Linked DNA regions of Mus musculus: regions 1, 2, 3, 4 and 5 are each linked to region 6. The links are chromatin contacts, called in public Hi-C, HiCAR-type, HiChIP or PLAC-seq and promoter capture Hi-C maps. All regions are on one chromosome and are shown on one strand. Each heading gives the region's core, a stretch centred on a gene start, on an enhancer-like site or on the middle of the called end of the contact. The rest is flanking DNA. Distances are from core to core; before and after follow the strand shown.

Region 1 (4,132 bases), core at 1,288-3,787, 560 kb before region 6:
CCACGGAACAGCTAAGACGGGGCTTGTGCTGCTTCTCTTCTTCTGCAGGCAGAGTTCTCATGAAAGACTTAAAAATCACTCTACTTGCTCCAGTCAAGGAAATCTGAATTTATCTCGTCCCTCCCTCTAACATTCATGAGCACCCACATGTACATGCATGTTGTTATTTTCATAATTCTTTATCAAGAACGGTGAGAGACTACTATTTTTGTCAGTTTCCAAGGAGGTTGAGACTGAGTTGTATTGGTGGTGGCACTTTAAACATATTGACATCAGTGATGGCAAGAGAGGTTTGCATCCTTTTTGAGGCAAGCACGGTATGGGTAGAGCCCCTAGGCAAGAATCTCTCTGATGTTTCTATTTCACCTCCGCCGAATGGCTCCTGGAAGCCAAGAACTTGCTTTTAATCAGCAAACCATTTTCATTTTCTTTCTTTTTATTTAAATGTACTTAACTGGTTGACTTGAACATACTATTAATTATATAAAAACCCGAGTTCCTTTCACCCAGAGATTGCTAATTAATTTTGCCCTGCTCTTAGGGAGAAAAACAGAAACTGTAAAGTATTGTCCTGTGAGCTCACACAGGCTGGTGGGGGTTTGTCTGTTTAAGAAGCTGCATGCGCAGAACATTTCAGCATAGCATCTACGTTAATAGAGGCTGGGCCCTGCGCCTGTCAGGAGGGGAAACAAAACAAAACAAAATCCTCACCATTATAATCTTGTTATGTTCCACCTTCCCAACAAGTCAAACAACTTTAACTTTCAAGATAATAATGATAGTGCGTACAAAAAGAAACCCTAATGTTACTGAAATAAAACAGCAAGGCTCTCCCCTTAATAAAATAAACCACAATCAGTAACACTCTAGTGTTAGTCAGTGAAACTGAAACTGTTTCTCTGGAAAAATGAATCCACATCTGAGAAATACAGAGTCTAAAGGACTCCAGAGTCCAGATTGTCTCCCCCAACCTCTAGTAAACAGTACAGGCGGAACCTGACCTCTGTCCCTGACTCCTCACCAAGGTCATTCCCCAGGGTGCCCTTCTCTCTTATACATACATATCCCTATTAGTGTGTCCTGTTTCCATCCAATGTGCCTTCTCTCCTATACATGTACCTATTACTGTGTCCTGTTTCTATCCAATGTAGCCTTCTCTCCTATACATACATATCCCTATTAGTGTGTCCTGTTTCCATCCAATGTGGCCTTCTCTCCTATACATACATATACCTATTAGTGTGTCCTGTTTCCATCCAATGTGCCTTCTCTCCTATACATGTACCTATTAGTGTGTCCTCTTTCTATCCAATGTAGCCTTTTCTCCTATACATACATATACCTATTAGTGTGTCCTGTTTTCTATTCAATGCCAGCATCCCTTCTTTATCTCTTCGTTCTACCACTCATTATGAAATTCCATGAAGCCTTTGTATCAGATATTCATAACTCATTGAAGCATAGTTCTTGTTTGGCTCCTTTGCTCTAAATATGAGTGTAGCCATTCCTGTCTCTTTCTTACTTCAATGGAGGACTTCCTCCCCTGACAACTATCCACTGAAGAAATGAGATCCAAATATTGAGGAGAGAAAACCTCTTTCTTTATATGGGCCATGCTTTGAGGTTCCTTCATTCCTTTTAGCTTATTGGAGCTTCCACAGAATGCATCAAGGCCTGTCCACCTGACACTACCTGAAGTGTGAAGATTTGATATGGAAATCCACAGAAATGGAAACAGTTCACAAGGTTACATTAAAAGAACACTACTTTTCTTTCATTATTTGTTTTTGTTTTGCTTCTTCGGGGTCTAGTGCAACCCTGGCGGATATTGAATTTGTTTCATAGCCAATAAATATAATCTTGAACTTTTGATTCTTCACTCTTGCCTCCTCAGTGCAGGGGTGATGGGCATGTAGCAACTCCCTCCCTAGGTTACAGCCAGGCTTCACAGAAAAACCAGGACTCTGAATAGATAGGCAACTATTTTAAGATACGTCTCTATGGAAGAATATTTTTCCAAATAAGAATATCTCATAGTTTGTATTAGTGTCTAATTTGTTCAGATTAGTCTCTACTACAAACAAATACAATAGTTCCTTAATATCAATAAAGGAATTGCATTTGAGAACTAGAATTTTTCAAAATTGACTGAATATGAAAAACATAAATGTTAATACAGCGATATAAGCACAGAAGGGAACAAATATTTATTTAAAGTCTCTAATTTATACTTTGATTGCTCTTTTAAAGTTTGCCTATGTAATAGTGAGAAAAATCTTTGACACTGCCTTTGGTCTTCAAAATCTTTTCACTGTCTGTTTCCATCTTCTACTTGCCCTGGTAAATCTTTTTGGTGTTTTGGTTCATTTCTCTCTTCCTGGCTGCCAGTTCCTCCTACTCTGCTTTCCATACTGGTCTGTACAAAAAAAAAAAAAAAAAAAAAAAAAAAAAAGCCTTCTCTCCTTCTAATGGCCCTGTGTTAGCTCCTAAGTTCTGCTGGCTGAACAAACTCCAGGCACCCAGACAAGACAGCTGAGGAGACTTCTGAATGTCTGCCCCCGCACAGTGACATTCTCAGCTCCAACAGGGTCAGACAGTCACCAGGAAATGCTTCCCATCAGTTCTTCTCGCTTCCCTCAGTTCTTCCTGATGTCGTTTTGTAGACAAGCCAGATTTCTAGCTTTAAAAACATGTGTGACCCAAAGAAAAATTGGGCTGGCATTCAACTGCATATTCCGCTGTTTCCCTGATTTTGCTGCTTTCCTGGCAGTTGAACAACCATTATTATTGCTCTTTCCAAAAGAATCTGATCATTTTGACTCACAAGCAAGCCAAACTCTGGTCAGCTGGTTCTTCAGAGCCCCTGTCCCTGACCTGAACAAGAAAGACAGAAGTATATAGTCAGCTTTCCTTCACTGCACCTTACGGTATGCTCCTGTACCAACCACTGGAAGTGTCAGGAATGTCTTTGTCAATCCCCAAAAACAATGGCACCATTTATAACCCAACTGTTGGACTGTCTCAGTAAACCAGGTTGCCCCAACCCACACGACTTCAGCTCCTGTCAGTTGATACCCATAGACTGCTTTGGAAAGTTTTGTTTGTTTATTTGTTTGTTTGAAAAGCAATGAACAAAATAGGGGACATCGGCAGAATGTTAAATCTGCCAAGGAATGTAGACACTGCGTTGCTTAGAATTTCTTAATAAGGATAAATTAATGAATGCAATTCACTGAGCATTTTCTGTGTGTCACCATTGATGAGATTTTATGGGTGTGATATCATAATTTGGCTGTCTTTGACCTGCCCCTCCTGGCCATTCTAAATTCTGCAGACATTATGCAGATATTTTGCCAGCTCAGAGAGCCATGCCAAAAGCCTGCTTTATTTGGGCAGAAATCAAAAGACCTTGTGGGCTTAAGCAAAGGCAAGCATGGTTACTTTCCCCAGTTCCACACTGCTCAGCTGTGGCTAGAATGTGTTTGTAAATATAGCTAGAGATTGACCTAATCTCCCCTATGGACAAATATAAATAAATTTCTAGTCATCCTTGCATTTACAAATTTGTAACATTGTACACTTCATGCCACCTTATTCCCCATTAAAGCTAATCAAAGTCAGGTCAGGCGAACCATCCATAGTCAAATAGATTAGACAAGTCAATTGATCAAATAGAGGAAATGACCAGAAGCCTTTCTTGCCTGGCACCACCCACATCATTTCACACCCGTGTATGGCCTCGTTCATTTTCTTGGGCTAAGGAATACTCATAAATGATCTAGGGTCCTTAGGAATTATGAATCTAAAGGAGGGTTAGAAATGCATTTGGTTCATAAATAAATGTGAGTAAAACCCAAATTTAGGGGAAGCCAGTCCACCAGGTTTTAAAGAACCATTGACATGAAGAAAACGGAGCCCATTCAACTAGAAAGAATTTGGCACAAACTTCTGTAGTTTCCTTTACCTCCACTCTACAGGACAATGGGAATCTTCAGGGATTTGCCAACATTGTTGCCGACTGAATCCAAACAATACAAAGTTTTGATAGTGGTTCCTTTGTGTTTCCATTTTGTCTGTTTCCTTACAGGCCGAAGCCAACATTTACAGGAGGGCTCTGATACCACCCAGTAGT
Region 2 (3,986 bases), core at 841-3,340, 660 kb before region 6:
TTAGTTGTTATAGTTGTCTCTGGTTGGAGCTTGTTCCTCCTGTGATTATGTTAGCCTCTGTCAGTAGTCCTGGGAGTCCAGGTCTCTTCTGAGTCTCAGTGGTCAGAGTACTCTCTGCAGGCAAGCTCTCTTCTTGCAGGGAAGGTACACAGAGGTCTGGCATTCAGTCCTGCCTAGTGGCTGAAGATGAAGGCCTGAAACAGGGCCTGTCCCAGAAGCTGTGTTGGTCCTCACTCTCACCTGTGCAGACTGGTCTCTGAGGGACCCGGGACACAGGATGGTTCCCTCATCTGCTTCAGCAGTCAGAGCCCTACCAGGCAGACACCTCTCCTCTGGTGGGGAAGGTGCCCAGATGTCTGGAGGCCAAAACAGGGTCTGTCCCAGAAACTGTGTCGATTCTGCAGACTGCTCGTTCACCCTCCGCAATCCCGAGACATTTTTCTTTGTGTGGCTTATACAGTTAGTTAGCACATCTTACTGTATAATCAGGTGTCTGCTGCCTTTGAAATGACATGTGACAATGTCTCACTGAATCATTGGTTGCCTTGGAAAAAGAAACACCATTCATTCCTAGCACTGTTGCCATGCAGTAGCTCCTTGTCTCTATCATGCACAGGGTCCCCAATGGAGGAGCTAGAGAAAGTACCCAAAGAGCTGAAGGGGTCTGCAACCCTATAGGAGGAACAACAATATGAACTAACCAGTACCCCCTGAGCTCGTATCCCTAGCTGCATATGGCCTAGTCAGCCATCATTGGGAAGAGAGGCCTCTTGGTCTTGCAAATTTTATATGCCCCAGTACAGGGGACAGCCAGGACCAAGAAGTGGGAGCATGTGGATAGGGGAGCAGGGAGGGGGAGGGTATAGGGGACTTTCGGGATAGCATTTGAAATGTAAATGAAGAAAATATCTAATAAAAGAATTGGAAAAAAAAAGAAAATATGTTAATTTTATTCTATCCCTAGGTCATCAGTATGCATGCACATAAATAAATTTAATTTATATGTCAAAAAAAGAAAATTAATGGAAAAAATCAATACTGGTTCGAAATACTTGCTATTTATTTATTTATTTTGGTTTTTTGAGACAGGGTTTCTCTGTATAGTTCTGGCTGTCCTGGAGCTCACTTTGTAGACTAGGCTGGCCTCGAACTCAGAAATCTGCCTGCCTCTGCCTCCCAAGTGCTGGGATTAAAGGCGTGTGCCACCACTCCTGGCCAATACTTGCCTTTAAAAACAAAGTCTAAAGCCTTTGGAGAGTGTATTTGCTTCAGTCTGCTCTACAATACTGCTTCTCTCCATTTCCCCTATAATGTGGTTTGGCCAGGCATGACTCGGTAGTCCTGAGCCAAGGATGCCTCTTGGAAATAAACCCTTTCTTTTCTTTTTGAAGCTCAAGATCAATACCACTTTTCTCTCCCAGCTCTTCCCCCATTTGATCAGTCAGGGATTATGATGATTATTACTATAATGTTCCTGTCATTGGTTAAAAAATCCCTGGCATTTATAGAATCATAACAGTGGTCATATTATAATTATCTGTTTAGATGTATATTTCTCCCACTAATCTGAATTCCTCAAGAACAAAAAATACCTGATTATATTTTTGCTGTCAGTGTGTAACATAGCTCTTATACAAGCAAGTCACCTCCTGACAGTTTACCGTAGTTTATTACTGACAAATAGATTTTTGTTGTTGTTGTTGTTAAAAGATCTCATCTATTCTGGGGGTAAATAGCAAACAACTTGGGAAAAGAGATTCCATTTTGCTCCACTGTCCTAGCTCTGATTCATTGGATATTTATCTTTCTGTCTGCCTTAGTCATCTCAGTGGCTCTGTCCTTTGTTTCCAGGAGAAACATATCATGTTTTGATGGGAATAGGAAATATTCCTAACTGAACATTCCAGAGAAGTAAGCCTAGTGCTGAGAACAAAGGCCAATGGGGAGGGTGGAAGAAGATAGAATTAAACCCAATACAAAGAAAATTGCCACCGTGAGCATTTTATATTAACCTTTTAAAATGGTGGGTTATCCATTCTGAGCACAAATATATCAATCAGGGAAAATTATAGAGGCAGGAGATATGGCAGCAGCTGTGTGGCTTGCCTAATAAGTCTGGATCGCAACATTTCTCAGCCTGGTGGCACGGAAGATGAGGACTACAAATCAGGAGAACTGTGAGAAGAATATAAATGTCTTGTGTATCAAGGAAAGGAAACACCCTCAATCTTAAGGCTTTAAGAAATTGCAGGGGAATGGCTGTTCCTGGACTATTGGAAGACAGTTGCTTCTTCCATGTATGTGACTATTTAGTTATATTTTAATGTCAGTAGGATTGGAATTCGGGTTTGTAATATTTTTGTAAAAAGAAATATAAACATATGCTTCACTTTGCTTCTAGACAATAATCTGGAGCAAAGTAAAGAACTCATACATTATATTTGTGGTGTGTGTGTATGTGTGTGTGTGTGTGTGTGTGTGTGTGTGTGTGTGTGTGTGTGTGCGCGTGCATACATGCGCAGAGCTGAGTGTGTCTGTGAGTGTCTCTGTGTGTGCACACACATTTATTGAATAGACAAACATCATTTAAGGAACAAACAGTACAACTAAATGTCCAGGATACCTGAGACCAACCTGTTGCTCTGTTTGAAAACTTTTTCTAGGTAGTGTAGCCACCTTGCTTTCTACAAATGTTGAACTTGCTACTAGCATTAATCAGAGGATTAATCATAGGAATCCTTTGAAACTTCCATCTTATCTGGTACTTTTTGACCTCTACAACCTTGTTTTCTCTCTCTCTCTCTCTCTCTCTCCATCCATCTCTTTGCTATACAAACACCTAGAGCTTATTTGTTAGAAAAGTACACAATGAAGAACAATCAGTTAGACTGAGCACAGTGTCATAAAGCTGAAATCGTAGCATTCCAGAGACAGAGGCAGGAGGACTGTGAGTTGCAGGTCACACAAAAGTAGCAAACAAAACACAATTGGAATGTTGAGTTAAGTTCAAGGCTGGTCAGAGTGACCCATAAAGCAGGAGCAGAAGGCAGCCTGATCACCACCAGAACTATATCTATGTGGTTAGGTGAATTTTCACAATCAATAATAGAACAATAAAATAAACCAGATAGATAAGGACTGGTAGCATGCACAGGTCCTGGGTAGGTTCTGCACATGTCTAAGTAAGATGGGTCCCAGTGTTGAGCAGGGAAGTCACAATAAGACCCTGTCCTTAACACAGAAGCCATCTGAAGTTGTAACTGCTCAAAAAGGAATTCAAAAACCACACTCAATGGCGGGCCCCACACCCAGCAGTAGATGGCCAACATACACACACATGCACACACACACACACACACACACACACACACACACACACACACACACACAGAGTTTTGTTGTTGTTTTGTTTGGCTTTCTTATAATGTTTTGTCTGGGCTTTTTCAACTTTTCCTTAGATATTTTGCTTATATATTATTTTTTCCATTTTTTACAGGTTTTCTGTATGTGTGAGAATATACGTCTCAGCATCTGCATGTGTTTCTTCTGCATTTTTTAAAAATTATTTTTCTGTTTGTTTTTATACTCATTTTGTTTTAATACTTTTAGATACCTTTTTTGTATTCTAATAAGAGAGGGAAAGGTATGTGTTTAGGTGGGTTGGAATATAGCAATCATTTGTGGGAAACTGGGAAAGGATATCCAAAATCAGAGTATATTGTATCTTTAAAAATCTATTTTTAGTTAAAGGAAATGAGGGAAAAGATGGCATGTAAAATACTGCAGTTGCAAGATGACTAAGCAGAGAGTCCTTCTCATCAGCCCTTCAATGGTCAGCATTTAGCATCTTCAGGTTCCAGGAGCTACTGCTTCAGGGACATGGGCTCCTTCTGCTGTGACACAGAGAGCCCACCTTTGCAGTGGTTCTAGAGGAAAGGCCTAGATATCTAGAGGGACATCAGGTTTTAGGGGAAAAATGTTCTTTA
Region 3 (4,328 bases), core at 538-3,037, 710 kb after region 6:
TACATTTAAATTAAGATTGCTAGACCTAAATTTGGGTGGACAAATCTCAAATTGCCTAAAAACATAACAAATGAGAAATATTTAATGTCATATTTAATACCCTTAAACACCTATATGAACTATAATTAGAAAAGCCAACAAGATTTAGTGAACAAAAAGATCCTATGAATATGTTTAGACACACTGATTAAAATATTTTCCATAATCAAAGGGGGGTGGGTTGTATGCATCTACCTGGTCTGCCATAACTCTTCCAAAATAACTGTTTCTTAATAAAAGTACTTTTTGGTTATTAATTCTAAGTTTTCACTTTATAGATATACTATAGACATAGGTTAGCTATCCAGCTTGTAATACTTTACTAATGTCACAACATGACATCAACAAAGAGGGCCAGAGAGATGTCTCAGCTGGTAGGTGCCTGTCTCCAACCCTGATAGATTCAGCTCAGTCCTCAGCACTCATTATGATGAGAGAGCAGAGCCAACTGCTCCAAGTTGTCCACCTTCAGACCTCCACAACTGGACCATCCCACGAACACACCAACAAATACACCTTTTTTTTTTTTTAAATATAAAGGAACACACAGGGGATGTTTGTAAAATTTTTGCTTTGGTTAAGGAGTAACTTCAGGTCTGGGGATGAAGCTCAGATGGTAGAGTGCTTGCCTCAAATAAACAAAGCCCTGGGTTCAATCCCTGCATTGAGTAAACAGAATGATGGATACACCGGTAATCCAAGCACTGGGAAGTTTGGATGCAGGAGGATCATCCTAGTCTACAAAGCAAAATCCAGAACAGCCTGGTTTACAGGAGATTTTAAGGAAAGAAACAAAGAAAACTTGTAACTTCAAACGTAAAGTTAATTAGCAAAGTCAATTTAACAAGAATCCTTTGGTTCCAGAAAACCGGCTAAAAGCCTATAAAATCCAGAACATAGTTTTTAAGATGGTTTATTTGGTCTGGTCAAGCCCTAGTACCTGCATAGCAGATCTGATTTCAAGAATAAAGTTCTTTCTGGGACTGATGAATATTGGGAAAGCGCCCATTGTAAGTAGGTGCTTTAACTATTTGTTTCTCGACCCGGACCTACCTCCAGTTGTAGCGGCTAAATAAAACCAGTCAGGTTGGTTTAATGTCCACAGACGAAATGTTTTTCAGACCTCAAGCATTAGAAGGCAGACAAAGGAACTCTGTCAACCAGCGGAAGAAAGGGTAGAGGTGCAGGACCCTCTTACCTTCATTTTTTGAAACTTCCAAATGCATATCGGAACCGCGACCAGGATGGTTGTTGCGTAAAAAAGTACCAACAGGGGTCGGATCCATCTCCTCCAGTTACTCCGATTACATGCGCAAGGCATGTTCTGTAACAGATTCTCTTTGAGTAGCTGAATAATCGAACCAAACCAAGAATTTGGCAAGTTCGCTTTTTCGGTTGTCTTCTCCGCTGGCGCCCTATAGGAAAAGATTTACTAGCCGCTGGCGCCGCGTTCTCGGGTCGCTCTGTGTTTGCGGCTGCTGCAGCGGTGGCCGCTCGGGATGCTCGCAGGTGCAGGCTGCATCCTCGCCGGCCAACCCGCATGGACTCAGTGCCGCCGCGGCGTCGCCTCCGCCTCACCTGGAGGTCACCCAGAGTCTCCGCTGCATCGTGACCCCGAGGACTATCAGGGTAAACTAGGGATTCTAGGCACTCGGGGTCTGACCTGCATCTGGTACCCTACCAGCCCTCTCCCTAGTCCAGCTCTGGCAGGCTAGTCTCCGCCCCCGGAAGACCCGGCCCAGAACTTCCTCACTCACGGCTTTGGAACCTCTACAGTACTCATCTTCAGAACTCATCTTCCGCCGACTATTCCACTTCCGTTTCCGATCAGATGCTTGCAGCAAATGATTTGCTCTGAGTTTCAAGCTGAGCTAAACCTTGTCCCGCAACGCAAAGCATTGTGATTGGTCAGTTACGGAGGAGGGCGTGGCTGTAACCTAGGTTACCGAGAGGGCGTGGCAAGGGCAGGAAGGAGAGTAGCGGCGGATTTCTGGCATCTCTAATTTACCTAGTCTAAGTGGTTCCCTAAAAGGGCTCCGAAAGTTGTAGGAACTGGGGACGTTTCAGAAACACCCGCTACATTCCTGAGACTTTACTCCATCTAAAGAAAAGTCATAGTGAGGGGCAGTCACTGTGGAGTGGAACTTGAAATAGCTTTATTTTTCTCAGAAGGCTTCCCAGTTGTCTTTAGGGGTGGAATGGGAAGCCCGCTGGAATAAGACAGAATAGGTTAGATTTCAGTCAGTTGCTAGAGTTTAGGGTCCTAAGGAGGAATTTGTCTGCATAATTTCTAGACCCGGCAGAAGAATCATTCTAAGAATAGCTTTTTTGAAAGTAACCGCCAATATGAAATGTTCACGTTTCAAACTTGAGTTAAAAAAAAAACAAAATCTTATTTAAGATTTAAAAGGTTGGTATTCTGACATCTGTTCTATACACCTAAAGCTTTTAGCTGTATAGCTTTACAGATCAATGACACATGGGATCTTAAATTCTTTCTAAATCAAGGGAACAAGCAAACATCTGAGTCCCGACTAGACACTGAACACTGCATATATTGTCATTTTCTGAAATCAAACACTAACTTCTCTACCCATTTTGTATGAGTTGATCTGCATAAAAGTACCGAGTAGCGATGGGTAGTTTTCTGTTTCACAGATGAGAAAAGTGTCAAGTGATTAATAGTACCTATTAAGTAATAGAGCTGTTTTCTCTGACTTTGGACTCTGCTTGATGTTTAAATATTTGCCATCACCTGCAACCAGGGGACTTCTGCCTATTAGCCATCTGGACAAAATGTCATGGACCAGAGTCTCAAAGTATACAGATGAAATCACATTCCTCAGTTACCAGAGCCTGGAGTCTGACTTCTGCAGTCTTTCTCCTGTGATCTCCATTTTGCACATTTCCTTAAAGGGGCTGTAGGACTTTAGTTTGGTCTACACTATAAGTTAAAATAGTTGGTTTTAAGGAAATTCCTAACCATTAATGAAATCTTGGTATACTGTTGAAGTTCAGAAAATTAGGGAAAACTCTTGCTTTACAGCTTATCACCACTACTTATTTCTTGGCAAATGGCAGTCTTTTTGGATAGGCTGTCTAACAGGACTTGTTTCTGTGTGTCCAGCCACACTCTTACTGCTTCTGATAGCCATCTTCTCCATTCCTTCTCATAGGAAGCCAATTTTTTACACAATTTCTGAAATCTATTTCTGCACTCTAGTGCTGAGCCCGGTATGGCTATGGTGGGGACAGAGTGACATGGTTCCTGCCCTTGGGACAAGTCCTCCAGTGTGAGCCTCCATGAGTGTGATGGCTGCTGTGGGTATGTATTTCACATTCCTCCTAGGGATGTCCTCCCAGTTAACCTAAGGACTCAGTGAGAATTAGAAACAGCTCGAATCCAGGAGCCAAGGCTGTGGCTATGTCTCAGCAAAATGGTAGACACTGGGACCTTCAGGACAGCCCTTAAGGCTGTGGGAAAGAACTCTAAATACATGAGTTCAAAATACATATAATTTCTCAACTATGCAAAATATAAGGATGCAATATGAATTATGAGGGGCTTCATGAATCTAAAGGAATAAAAGCAGCTCACTATGAGCCAGCTTATCAGAAAGATACAAAGGCAGGAAGATTCCTGAGATCAAGGTTAGGCCCAGGTGTGGTAGAAATGGTAATTTTCAGGGCAGGGTCCCACCCAAGTAACTTACTGTCTGTGCTTTACAGAAGCAGACCAATTTCTGAATTCTTTTGCAATGTTAAGGAAAAAAAATGTATGCTTGCTATCACTTAAGAATCAGAGGAGCCGGGTGTGGTGGAGCACACCTTTAATCCCAGCACTCGGGAGGCAGAGGCAGGCGGATTTCTGAGTTCGAGGCCAGCCTGGTCTACAGAGTGAGTTCCAGGATAGCCAGGGCTATACAGAGAAACCCTGTCTCGAAAAACCAAAAAAAAAAAAAAAAAAAAAAAAAGAATCAGAGGGCTGGGGTCTCTGGATGCAGATTTATAAGATAATCAAAAGGAAACCTGGTTGTAAATGACTGGATTGATTTGTAAAATAAAAGATTGGACCTGTGTTCTGCAGGAGATGAGCTATCCAGAGAAGTTTTATGATAAAAAGCAAGAACTGCTTGGAGAAAAGACACATACTCATGTACACACACACACACACACACACACACACACACACACACATACAAGCAAGCAGGACATGAACAGAGAGATCTCTTAGAATATTGAACAGAACACAGGTCATCAGCTTGTATCCAGGATTTGACTTCAAGTCC
Region 4 (3,889 bases), core at 32-2,531, 520 kb before region 6:
AAAGTATAAACAAACATTTCCTTTCAATAAGATTTTACATAATACCATTATGACATCTAATGCCATATGACACTTTAGGGGAACAAAATAATGCAGTCAAAAATGTTTCCAAACAACTATTTTCAGAATATGTTTTATAATCACAATATCTGGGAAACCTTTAGAGTTGAAAGGGATTTGGAGAGGAAGTAACCAGCTATTTGAAGCTTCACGGTTGGCTGAATCTATAGAGTTGCACATGGGAACACAGGTTGACACACTCCTAGGCAAATGCTCTTGTACTACTAAAGTGGATGAAATCAACTCTTCTCAAAGAATTAATAATAATTTCACTTCCAGAAAAGATCTGCATGCTTTGGAGAGAGAGTGTAATTCTGTTTGTTTAACCTGGAGTGCCAACTGAGTTGTACTGAGAAGAAATAATGCTCAAATGGAAGGAAAACTCCCACTGACCACCAAGGCAGTTGCAACTATAACGATCTGTGGTACACTCAGTGGTACATGGCACCTCCTCCACCCAGCACAGACCTTTGTCACCGAATAGGCTTGTTTCCTCTCATTGAACTGTTTCTTTGTTGTTATTACTGAGCACTGTAATTAAACATTCTTCCTGAATCTGCTTGGCAGCTGCCACTGTTCTAAAAAACCATTCATAGCCCTGTATATTATTATCTTAATCCCCTGTTATAAAGAAAACCACTTAATGCCAAAAATCAAACTCAAATACTGAAAAAACAGCTTTACATTGGGCTTTATTAGAACGAGTATTAACTGACATAGCAAGGGTCGGAGGTCTAATTCTTTAAGGCATTAGGCCCTCTGTTAGGTTAAAATAAGCATGCAATTTTGAGTTCTCCTTGAGTTATATTCAGCTTATGTGTTAACTTCAACATAGCTTGGGAGGCATTCACTGAGCTGAATATTCATATGGCATGCAGGATACAGACACTGAACCCAATTTAGTAAATGAATACTTGTAATTTCACCAAAGCCCTGCTGAGAGATTATTATGCAGATTTATGAACGAATATCACTGAAGCAATTCTTGGCGATGTCTTCAGTCACCAAGGGCTCAAAAGTATGCAAACCCCAAATCATTTGCCATGCATGTACCGTTACAGGTTTCATCTCTGGAACTTTTGTGACATTACCTTCACTCTGTCTCATCTCCTTCAATATTCTTGCCCTTGAGCAAAGAGCCAGCAATCATAACACCTCTGAGCACTGCCAAGTTCCTCCTGACAATATCCTGGCTGCCATAACGCCAGCAATCTGTTCCAATCCTGTCACTGCAAAATCTCATTAAAGACAAACGAATGCCCGGTCACAGGCAGAGAGGTGCACAGCAGAACAGGGTCACATTTACAGGAGCAGTTATGCCTGGTACAGGACCAGCTATGCCTGGTACAGGACCTCCTGATATCTCCAGAAAAGTCGCCTATTGTCTAAGGTCAGGCTGGGGGATCCATAACCAAGTGTCAGCTGTGTGAAATCGTAGTATGCAGACCAGATTATCCTATCTTTTCAGGGAGCTTTAGAAAGTCTCTTTAGACTAGATCCTAAACCTGTACATTTACCCCAAAGACTAAATTAGAGGGAAATGCCAGCCAGGTTACTAGAATAAAACTTAAATGTGTGCGGTTACCTAACACTCTTGAATGATCAGGGCCAAGCCTAATAGTAGCTTATGGCCACCCTAGAAAAGCCAATTAGACTCTGGAAAAACCAATTGTATAACTATAGCTTCAATTCTATCTTAATTTTCCATAACTTAAAAGTGAAAAACATGCACATGGTTTAATAGGTTGCAAACTCCAGATCATACCTTAAATTAGCAGGAGGACCAGAAATGTGACATTCTGGGAGCAATCACTTTATGAAATGACAATACTTCAGTATATACAATCAACTTATGCGGTTCATATCTAGCCAAATGCTGTTACAGCTCTGCGAATCTGTTGAAAGTTTATAGAAAATTCCAGAATATTTAGGAGCAAATGTCTCCATTGCCCCTTGCAGAGTCCTCAATATCATCTTGTATCTCTAGCTCTTTTCTTGCTTACTGAAATTATTTCTATTTTCCTTGAACTAAAACTAAAAGATTTTAATATCACAACATATACTATGCTTTAACACTGCCATTACCATCTTAGCTTTGGGGTGAAAAAATAAATCTCGACTGGCTCATTCATTTCTTCCTAACCTTCTGTAAGTTAAACTGAAGCTAGTACTGATCTATTTAAGTGTATATGAGACTGAACAACATAATGTAGGGAAGTCATCATCATTGGGCATTGATATTTATGATGTTTAGTGACTTCATGTATTATATTTTTATTGATATAGCAGACACACGTCATTGTAATTTGTGTGCAGACTGAGCTAGGGTACAGCATACTGTTGTACTGGTCAAAGCCCTTAGTGAAAAAATGATGAATAAAGATTGATTAGGATGGATTTATTTCTAGGTTTTATATGTACAGCTATGTAATCTGGATAAGGAGACTTTTTATATTGACTCCAAACAGACAACGGATTTCAAGGCCAGAGACCATATTCACACATTTACAGAAGAGTAATCAGAAGTTAGGAGCATAAACCTCCCCTGCCCCCAGCCTTCTAGAAAGGAATCAAATGCCAGTCACCAACAGCTATGGTTACGAGATCACTGTGTGGTCCGTAAGTCAACAGCCCTAGGATTGGCTGGGAAATGACTGGAAATACAGAGCTGTAGAGTTAGAATCCTCATTCTAACAAGCTCCTGAGTGACTCATGCATACAGGTAAGCTTGATTGACTGTTGCCCAGACCAGCTACATAAACTCGTTTATGTCAGCAAAAGAAACCTGAGAGAACGGGGATCAAAATATTCTGACTAGTGAGTTACTAGTTTATTCGCTGTGGGGTAGGGAACGACTCCAGGTGTTGCTTACTCTTAGAAGCTTGTCTTAAGCAGGCTGCTGAAGGAATCACAATAGTGATGAGTTGGCATTTCAGGTAGCTTACATTTTGAGTCTGAGAAGACCTGTAAGGAGAACAATGAAATGAAAGAGAGGTGTGAGACAGAGGAATGGTCAAGGGTAGCTTGTGTGCCCTCCGTTTGTGCTCTTAGGTGCTTGGGCTTCTGTCTGCCAGGAACACTGTGGAGATGGTCAGGCTCAGCTTGCCATCATGCTGGGTTTCATTGCAGAGCATAGACCTGTGGGCAAAGATGGAAATTTGGGAAATGGGGGAATCGGAAATTGGTCAGCTAGCATATATATTTCATTTCTAAAGGCAAGGAACACAAGTGATTGAACCTTCATTTATTAAAATAAAACAAAACAAAACAAACAAACAAACAAACAAACAAAAAACCACTCCCATCTTTTCCCTTTGATCTGCAGTTGCTGGGAGTATGAAGCATGTTCCAGGCTCAGGCCAAGGAAGAAGCTGGCAGCACTTATTTACTGGGGTTTGACTTCAGCAGTTCGTGACAATGCCCCTTGAGTTTTCTATCTTTGTTTTGCTGTGGTATATATATTCAAAGAGGTTACATAGTAGAAATTTGGTCCTCAGCATTCTGATGCTGGAATATGATGGGACCTTTAAGAGGTAAGATTTGGTGCAAGAATATTAAGTCAATGAAGAAGCAGCTTGCAGAAGAGGTTAGCAAAGATCTCAAGGGAAACCCTTCCCCACTTCCCACAAGACTGGGCTGTTATGAAAGAGCAAGATATTTTTCATCTCCCCAATTTCTGTCTTTATGTCTACCATGCAACTTCTCCTTATTATCCACATTTTTACCATGGTACCATCCATATTAATTGGACAAGCTATAAAGGTCAGCACCAGAGGCCAGTCTAAGAGACTATTTGTCCTTCCAGATTTGCAGTGTCCTAAACGGTTTG
Region 5 (4,209 bases), core at 1,294-3,793, 760 kb before region 6:
TCTTTCTATCATTCCCTCTTTCAAAACAAATTCACAAATTACTACTTGTGCTGGTCATTGTGTAAAAAAGTAAATAAGATGATGCTGTTTTTAAAATGGTCATGACTGGACAGCTGGTGGGACAGACTTGTGTATGTATGATCTCTTACAACTTGAAAGATCAGGTAAGTTAGGGCAAGGTAAATGAAGATATGAGTCAGAAAGCATGCCCCCAAAAGAAAGTACTGAAATGCAAAATTTTAGGTTGAAGAGATTATATAGTACACACAAACCTTGTGATTAGAATAGAGAAGATATATGAGAGAGGCAGAGAGGAGATCATGAAGGCATCTGTGTACAAGACCAATGAGTTTGAACTTTTATCATTAAAGATATTTAAAGATATTTAAAGATACACCAAAAATAATTGTGGAGTGGATGAATAAATTAATATGGAATCAAGATAGACATCCTTAATGCATCTTCAAAGAGTAATCAAATCATTGCCAGTTTTATAGTCTGCTATATCTAATATATACAAACATATGTATATGGGTGAAGGACATAGTAGCTAAAGTCATTGATAACAAGTCCTGAATAAATAAGCACTTGCTAACAGAAAGAGCAAATAAACATTTTAAGCAGGATCAAAAATAAGGAAGTCATGTCTCAAATTGTGGCACAGGAAGCAACATGAAGAGAAAAAGAGCTGGCAATGACTAGTGTCTTTATGTACTCATTTGGAGAGCCACAGTTGAGGTACAAAACCTGAGGACTTGCTGGTTTCCTAGGCATCATACCACACTTCTCAACACCATCTAGATGAGGACTCCACATTCTCCCATCAACTTTTGTCATCCAAAACATTAAAAAGAGTATAGCTATTCAGCTCAGTAGTGATCTACATGCAATTGTATTTTTGTTGGGCCACTGGGAGAAATGCCTGGGAAACACCTGGGTTGAGCTTTTCTTCACTTACTCAAGAGACTCAACAAAAATTCCCAGCTCCAATTAGATGGATGGCTAAGTTCTGATGACCTATTATTCATAGTGACTGTAGTTAACAGTAATGTATTGAATACTTAAAAAACTATGAAATGAATGGAATCTCTTCTCATTCTAACCAATGTGGTTGGTTCATTACATTACACATACATACACTAAAATATGAAATTGTACCTGTAAGTACATGTGTCAAATAAAAATTAAAAATATTTAAAAATAAGATGATTAATGGCAAGTCAAAACTCTTTTAAAAGTTTCCAAAGTACCACCTAAGTGTGTAATTCACCATGCTATCTTTTTGAAGTTCAATGTTTTACTTATATTTTTATTTCCTGTGCATGCTTTGATGTAAAATTTTCTCACTCCTATTATTGCATTACTTTGTTTCTAACTGAAAGTGTCTGATTTGTTTTTGAGATTGGTAGCATTCTGACAGATGGAAAAATGAAAATCATCACCAGAAGCTAAATTAATTTATTAATATTCACATTAAACTGAAAATTATCATTGCTGTAGAGTAAAGATCATGTAAGCTGACAGGAACTGATTTCAGGAATAAGAAGAAAACTATCAAAGTAACCTAATTGTATAATAAGCTAAGAAGTCTGAAAATATATACTTTTTTGGGTTGTTGTTGATTTGTTTTGTAACTGCAAGTAAGAAGGGACTAGAAAGAGAAGACTGAACACTGTAGATCTTATAAGGAGGCACAAAGTGCCCATTTTCATCAACAAATTAAGGTGTGCTTTCAAGGCATGTGCTCACAGATGAGAAAACCCAGAGCAGTGCCTCAATAGAAAACCCCACCAATAGGAACTGATATTTGTGAGAAATGCAATGTCTCCAGGCAATGACTAGGGAACCGAGGATTCTGGACATAAGTAGATATAAAAGATCAGTTTGCTCATCTCAAACTATAATGGAGGCATCACCCAAAGTTGATAATTCCAAGTGGCATTATGTGCGGTGCATCCTCCTGGTCAGGAGGAAGCCCACCATAGCTGCCTTCTGCTGTTGGTGAAGTAATAATCCAGAAGACAAAACAAAGTTGATCTTGCTGCTACTATCTTCAGAGTTTGAGGTTGTAACTCAGTCTATTCAAATGCATATGCCTTTCTGATCTGCATGTTCAAGAAGGATGCTTGGAATGGTCGCATCTTTAAATACAAATATGCATAGTAGCACAGTGCCAAGCACTGCCTTAACTTCTCTACAATTACTCAGTGGTTTATCCTCAAGATTTACTCTGTATGACATTTTTTTTTCCTGTAACCCACTATTCCTTTTGGAAGTTTGCAAGGGTAGATTCCTTTTTATCTGGAGTCAAATTCCTATCAGTCTCCCTCTGCCTGCTCTCTGTGCTCTCGACCTGATCTTCCTCAGACATCAACAGTTTCTCTCCTGACAACAGGTGGTGGCCACAGAGCAGAGCTGTTCGGATTCAGAATGGCATGGCTCTGAGAGTCCTTTGCTCTCGGATGCTCTGGAGCTCTGTTCCACAGTTATAAAGGAATTTTGCTTCCTGGCCCTCACTCACTCACATTTCCCCATCCATCTGTGAGCTTTGCTTTGTTTCTAGGATTGCTGAACTGAAACCAGTAGAGTGTCAGAACTTAGCCCATATGTTCATTAGCAGTGAATCTGTAATTACTTTCTATGGTTTAAAGTTAATGAGACTATGTGTGTATGCATGTGTACATGCTGCGTTTATGTGCTTTAAATGATGGCCTAATTATTTTTCTACATTTTGCCTGCACTGACCGCAAAGGTACTTCTTTCTGTTCAGCATTCTTTAGAAACATGTGTCTATAGTCTACACATGAAGATCAAACTTATGTGTTAGATTTTTTTTTCAGTGAGATGAGAATAACTTATTTCCACCTAAGGAACTCATTAACCTATTTTTACAGGGTCGTTCACAGCAATCAGAGAGTTAAAAATTGTAAACTATTCATATTAGGTGTTATTTAGAATGCCTCTGACTGGGAAGCAAGAAAACAATTAAAATATTAAAAACACTACACAGGAGCAAGACCACTATACAGGTGAGTATATATAAACATATTCTGTAAAATATGAATCAAAAGTCTCCTCATTTTTAAAACATGATCATGCCTCATAAGCTTCATAAGAAAATAAAACCAAAAGATATTCTGAATACAAATATTTCAGAAAAATTAATGCTTATTTCTCTGTGTTTTTACCTAGGAATACAGTAAGAAATACCTGAATTAACTCACCTGTAAACATCTGTTGAGGACAGATTATTTACAAAACAACATGATATATCAAATGAAAATGAACATAGCCTGGAATCAGGCTGTATCTGGCTGTGCAATGGGAATGAATACTCACAGTGAAGACATGCAGATCGCATAGATAATAATGCCTACTTCCACATAGAATTTAGAATTTTCTAGAACACTTGTGTTTAGTGGTTAGAAAAATTAATGCATGCATTTACTTGTCAGAAAAAGACTAAAACTATAGATTCTAGACTCCCCAGCACTAATCAAAGACTATAAATTGTCACTATTTGTTTAGCGAAAAATTGGAGTAGATGAGGTTTTCTTGTTGTCTTGAAGCAAAGAGGATGGGATCAAGATCACAGTTTACCCTCAGTATGATGGTGGGATCACTGCTTACCCTCAGGTCTGAGTCTAAGTTCATGCTCACTGTGTCTGTGCTTGGGACAATCATTTAGACATTATGTCCTCTAGTGGCTTCTGTTGTGTATGCTTGTGGAAAAGGTTTTAAAAAAAGAGATCACATCAGGAAACACTGAGGAAGAAATGTTATTTCCTTGACTCCAAAGCAGACTCCAGGAAATCCCTACAAAAAGTGCTCTTCCCAGCTCAGCATCCTCAGGAGAGAGGAGGGTTGAGCTATTTGCCTTCAGTGTGACAGTCTGCCAAGGGCTGTGTGATGCTCTATGGGATCATTCTGGGCTACAGTGCTGGGGAATTTTTTTTTTTTTTTGACAGAGGCTACTTTACTGCAGCAAGATAAATCTAATCTCGATTGGCCAAATAACACATCATCATGACAGCATGAGCTCAGGCAAGTCAGGAGGTCTGTCAGAGCTTGGAGATAGAAAAGATTGATGAGGTTCTTGTTTGCTAGTTGAGGTCAGGACCTGGTGCCCTGGCTTCACCGTCCACATTAGTGAGATTTCTATATGTAACTAATACATGAAATAATGAACTTCTGCAGAGAAGAGGCATG
Region 6 (3,888 bases), core at 1,035-3,534:
GCTTGCTGGCTCGCCGCCTCCAATAGGGTATCTGCACAGTCGCTCTATTACTGTACCCACCGTCAGTAGGGCGACTGCCAGGATTGCTATCCTCTCCATCCTGATTGCCGATCAGCCGGTATTGGACTTGCTGTTGACGGCGGCAGCGGCGGAGGCGGCGGGAGTCTCGCTGGCCCCCTCCCCCGCCCCAGTCTCCCTACCATGTCCTAGAAAAGGTGAGTGCAGCAACTGTCACTTTGCACCGACAGTGGTGGGAGGGGGCCGAGGAACGCAAGGGAGAGGCCCCGGGGTGCCAGGGCCAGTGCAGAGGGGAAGCGGGTCGGCTCAAGGAGGTGGGCTGCCGGCAGTAGACCAGGTGCCCGCCAGGCCGGCCCGGGACACGGGTGCTGGGAGGCTGGCGAGCGCGCGGAGGCTGCTCCGTGCCATTCTAACCTAGATTTTGCAAGGAGCTTCGATCCAGGGCAAAACCAGCTCTCCCTAAAGGAGATAAAAACTTAGTAAAAAGAGCCCGGTCCATTTCTTTAATAATGAATACCCACACTGGCTGAGTTGCAGCCACTGCTGCTTGGCGAGCCCGGGCCGCCGGGTCCGGAACTCCCCTAGCTCCAGCTCGCCACCCGCGCGCGGCCCCGGGCGTGATCGATGCTGAGAGTGCTCTCCCAGCGCGCGTGACAGCTACCCTCCCGGGAAAGTTGGGACACTCGGCGGGGGATTCATGTGTGTAGGGGCTCCAGGGCCAGCTCTACGCTGGCGACTGATGGGCACTGGAGTCCCAACCAGCTTGTCGTCTCCGCTGCAGTTTCTTTTGCCTCTGGGGAGTGTCCTGCTGGAGTGACTGAGACTTCCAGTCTCCTTGGGCTTGGGATCCGGGATCCTGAGGTTTAACTAACTGTAAGGAAAGGAGGGGCCTTTGGGCACAAGATGCCCTCCTCCTTCTGGGGCTTCAGCTCCTGGCGAGTGAGGGTGAGCCTGAAGCTGCACAGCTGCCGCCGGCGGCCTGCGGGTCGCCAAGGGCCAGGGGACCAGATTTAGGTGTGTATATCACTGGTGCTGACTCCCAGCCAGCAGGGGAGTCCAAAGACGAGCCTCAAACCAGTCTAAAAGTCCTTAGAAATTAAAGTTAAGGAGTCCATCTTTCGGCTTAGCAAGTGCAGTGCTTGGGTGGATGGGAGGGAAATCAGGGTTGGGCGAAGGAAAGGGGTCGAAATTTCTTCGCGCAGACAAACGATCCTTAAAAAATAGTTTTAGTGTCTCCCCTCATCCAGTATACCTGCCCCAATTATGTGCACCCCTTTCACACATTATAAAGTGAATATCCTCGAGATAGTAAGCTTTCTTGCATATTGAACTAGTGGAAAAATCCAGGACTAAAGTAGTATAAGTACAGTAACAAAATTATCAGGCGCCTCAGCTCTTGACCCTGGCACTTTTTTTTTTTTTTTTGGCAGGGGGTGGGGTGGAAGGAAGGCTGTGTTTAAAGGGGTTTGGCTGCACTGAAAGCACCCGCTTTTCCTGCGTGGTTAACACAAGGAAACTGAAATCGAGTGGGAACGAGATCCTCTGTCTCTCCGACAGCGGAGATTAAGGCTGCTCGGCGGGAAGGTAACTCTGAGAACGGGAGGGGGCGGGAGCAGAGCTTCAGGGGTCCCGGGGACACCCACCCGAGCAGTCCTAGGCCTGAGGACGCTGTGGGAGGCGCCGGGTGTGCACCGCTGTGGCTCACCTGGCGCTGCAGGTGGAGAGAGCAAGGGCTCACCATCTAGGCTGCTCTAGCGTCACCATGCTTTCCCCTTCTCTCCAGATTGCTGTGGTCGCCAGGGAGGGTGGGGGGGGGGCGACAGTTGTGTAGGTGAGAAGTTTGGGGCGAAGGAGCAGAGTGGGCTAAAGGGTAGCGTGTGCAGGGGTTGCCCGGTCGGGGCCACCTCCGGGAACCAGGAGAACTCGCCGCCTCTGCGGCTTTAAGGAAGCTGCGGAGTCCAGGCTGTGTCGCAGCAACTTTGTATCAGTCATGTCGCCCGCCTGGTGACTGACAGCCCCTGTTGCCCAATGAGAAGCGCGCCTGGCCCGCACAGCGTGGAGCCTTGTTTCCCCCTTGGCCAATGGAAATGGCTCCAGCGGGCGGGACAGCGACCTGAACTTTCTGGACATGTGACCCGGTTTAAAAGGGCCGGCTTTCCACTCCCCCCTCGGGGCTTTCGCCCGCCCCCTCCTCTTGGCCCGCCCCGGCCCTGCCCCTGACCCCTCCCCTCAGCTCCTGCGCACCCGGGGTGTCATTGGGCCCGGGAGAAGAGAGCCAACTTCAGGCTGCTCAGAGGAAGCTTGTGCAAGTCACCTGGGCGCCAAGCGCTGCTGTCTTGGGCTCTCCCGCTGCAGGGAGAGCGGCACTTGCTGGCCTGGATGTGGTTGGATGTAGGGGGGCTCCGCAGCAGGGGTGTCGTGGAGGTGGCAAGCACTGCAACAGGTAGACGGCGAGAGGACGACCCTGGCCAAGGCAGGTGTGTAGGGGTGCGCAGTGGGGCGTCTCTGGTCCAGCCCGGTGTGCGACTGTGGCAAGGGTGGCTTGCACTTTGCAGGGAGAAGCCGCTGCGTAATCCGGAGGCACAGTCAGTATGGTTCTGTGTGCTTGTTGTTTTGTTTTGGTTTTTCATCCCCCACACCCTCCCCACCCCCACCCCCCCCCACCCCCGGCTGGCTGAGGACTATTTTGGGAAAGTTTGGCCACTTTGGATAAATGCCCTCTAAAGAGCGGCTTTTAACCGCCTTTGGCAGTGGGCGGTCTACCACCCTCCCCTTTCCCCAAAAATGAATTTCAGATCGTTTGGCTCTTGCAAATTTTAAAGGACGTTTGAATAATGTTTCTTTCATCTATCAATTGCGGAAGCTCCCCAGTCTGAGTGGGAGGTGTAGCCGATAAGGGCAGTTGAAGGAGCTAGATCACCATAGATCTTGTATGAACGAGGTCTGGAAAATCTTGCGTTCCCAGTTCCTTTATATTTGGGGAAACTCTAGGGGATTCTTAGGACAGGGACAGACAAGGGATGAAGCTACTTTGGGTGGCATCCTTTTCCAGATGGGTTTTAGGTACATGACTTTTCCTGCTGAATTTTTAAAAGACGAGGTTTAAATCATAATGCTTCATCATACCATCTGCTTTATTTATTTATCATATCGTAGTTCGGAAAACTTTTGCTAGCAGAAGAGTTATTAAAGCCGCTGAGTTTTAAAGACACCAAGCTGCATCTTAACATCGCGGGTCTTCACTCTGTAGGTACTGTTATTGGTGATATTTACATAGTAGTGATAACAGCATTCTCCATCTATGTAGTCCTCCCTTGGAGCTTTAATTCCACGTTTGACATCATGGCATGCTACCTACCATTTGTGTCATGAAATACTTTCGGGAGTTTAGGAGAGACTAAAGCTAAAGCAAAGCTTTTTCTTTTATGGAAAGCTTTTTCCTTAAAGGAAGAGGGCAGGTGAGAGGAGAGAGAGAGAGAGAGAGAGAGAGAGAGAGAGAGAGAGAGAGAGAGAGAGAGAGAGAGCAAGCTGATGCGGCTCATTGGGTCAAGCCAGTGAGCAGAACTCATGTGTGCTTGGCTCTAACTGGTTCTCCCACTCTCTTAGGTGACCTTGGCAGGTTTATCCTTCATCTATAAGAGGGGAAGGTAACAGTCTTGAAGAGCAGAGCAACTCAAACTAGTTTCCTGAAGTTATCTGCCTTCTAAAGCAGCCCTCAAGGATGGGTCTCTACTGTACCACTCCAGGACAGTAACATAACTGGGGAGAAGGGGGAAGATGCCATTAAGAAGCAGATATGTTTTGAGCAGCATTAAAAGTGAAAGTTTCCAGAAAAGATACAAATTCCCAAGAATCTCTAATAATTCCTGG

Evidence for each region. Promoter capture Hi-C pulls out the DNA fragments that hold promoters and counts their contacts. Hi-C and Micro-C count contacts between places; a contact is called where the count stands out from the background. HiCAR-type assays count read pairs that join an accessible place to other places. HiChIP or PLAC-seq counts read pairs in DNA pulled down with a chosen protein or histone mark.
Region 1: a HiCAR-type map of astrocytes shows a contact between it and region 6, with 2.6 times the contacts expected there. The contact joins the enhancer-like site here to the promoter of Nr3c2 in region 6. A contact is called at or near these places in 5 of 39 promoter capture datasets (the 3T3-L1 cell line, 3T3-L1-derived adipocytes, hippocampal neurons and 1 more), 2 of 484 Hi-C or Micro-C datasets (cerebellar granule neurons and cerebellum) and 4 of 115 datasets of contacts at active chromatin or transcription factors (VIP interneurons, astrocytes, forebrain and 1 more).
Region 2: a contact with region 6 is called in an H3K27ac HiChIP or PLAC-seq map of VIP interneurons, with 5 times the contacts expected there. The contact joins the enhancer-like site here to the promoter of Nr3c2 in region 6. A contact is called at or near these places in 3 of 39 promoter capture datasets (the 3T3-L1 cell line, hippocampal neurons and liver) and 3 of 115 datasets of contacts at active chromatin or transcription factors (VIP interneurons, astrocytes and stem cell-derived neural progenitor cells).
Region 3: a contact with region 6 is called in a Hi-C map of uterus, with 8 times the contacts expected there. The contact joins the promoter of Tmem184c here to the promoter of Nr3c2 in region 6. A contact is called at or near these places in 2 of 39 promoter capture datasets (liver and pre-B cells), 4 of 484 Hi-C or Micro-C datasets (the MNK3 cell line, embryonic stem cells and uterus) and 1 of 115 datasets of contacts at active chromatin or transcription factors (bone marrow-derived macrophages).
Region 4: a promoter capture Hi-C map of hippocampal neurons shows a contact between it and region 6, with 17 times the contacts expected there. The contact joins the enhancer-like site here to the promoter of Nr3c2 in region 6. A contact is called at or near these places in 6 of 39 promoter capture datasets (the 3T3-L1 cell line, cranial neural crest, frontonasal cranial neural crest and 2 more) and 2 of 115 datasets of contacts at active chromatin or transcription factors (astrocytes and forebrain).
Region 5: a promoter capture Hi-C map of hippocampal neurons shows a contact between it and region 6, with 11 times the contacts expected there. The contact joins the enhancer-like site here to the promoter of Nr3c2 in region 6. A contact is called at or near these places in 6 of 39 promoter capture datasets (the 3T3-L1 cell line, 3T3-L1-derived adipocytes, cranial neural crest and 2 more), 1 of 484 Hi-C or Micro-C datasets (cardiomyocytes) and 3 of 115 datasets of contacts at active chromatin or transcription factors (astrocytes, embryonic forebrain and forebrain).

What each region holds. Positions count from the first base shown.
Region 1 is chr8:76,343,679-76,347,810 of GRCm38.p6, forward strand. No RefSeq gene overlaps it. Among named protein-coding and RNA genes, the nearest start is that of Gm22509, 71 kb to the left of the region's middle. Within about 2 kb of position 2,538, at least 8 of the 459 cell types and tissues checked have an H3K27ac peak or open chromatin away from gene starts, as enhancers often do. A contact at or near this core is called in astrocytes and neural progenitor cells, where this site is marked.
Region 2 is chr8:76,241,256-76,245,241 of GRCm38.p6, forward strand. No RefSeq gene overlaps it. Among named protein-coding and RNA genes, the nearest start is that of Gm22509, 31 kb to the right of the region's middle. Within about 2 kb of position 2,091, at least 4 of the 459 cell types and tissues checked have an H3K27ac peak or open chromatin away from gene starts, as enhancers often do. A contact at or near this core is called in VIP interneurons, where this site is marked.
Region 3 is chr8:77,608,866-77,613,193 of GRCm38.p6, forward strand. It overlaps Tmem184c (transmembrane protein 184C), which reads right to left and starts at 1,788. Exons shown (of 10, transcript NM_145599.4): 1 at 1,238-1,788. The coding sequence starts at 1,360. It overlaps Gm39200 (a long non-coding RNA gene), which reads left to right and starts at 3,216. Exons shown (of 3, transcript XR_878939.2): 1 at 3,216-3,364.
Region 4 is chr8:76,383,235-76,387,123 of GRCm38.p6, forward strand. No RefSeq gene overlaps it. Among named protein-coding and RNA genes, the nearest start is that of Gm39199, 61 kb to the right of the region's middle. Within about 2 kb of position 1,282, at least 16 of the 459 cell types and tissues checked have an H3K27ac peak or open chromatin away from gene starts, as enhancers often do. A contact at or near this core is called in hippocampal neurons, where this site is marked.
Region 5 is chr8:76,134,833-76,139,041 of GRCm38.p6, forward strand. No RefSeq gene overlaps it. Among named protein-coding and RNA genes, the nearest start is that of Gm22544, 110 kb to the left of the region's middle. Within about 2 kb of position 2,544, at least 8 of the 459 cell types and tissues checked have an H3K27ac peak or open chromatin away from gene starts, as enhancers often do. A contact at or near this core is called in hippocampal neurons, where this site is marked.
Region 6 is chr8:76,900,046-76,903,933 of GRCm38.p6, forward strand. Nr3c2 (nuclear receptor subfamily 3, group C, member 2) reads left to right here and starts at 2,285. Exons shown (of 9, transcript NM_001083906.2): 1 at 2,285-2,495. It overlaps Gm10649 (predicted gene 10649), which reads right to left and starts at 576. Exons shown (of 2, transcript NR_028579.2): 1 at 61-576.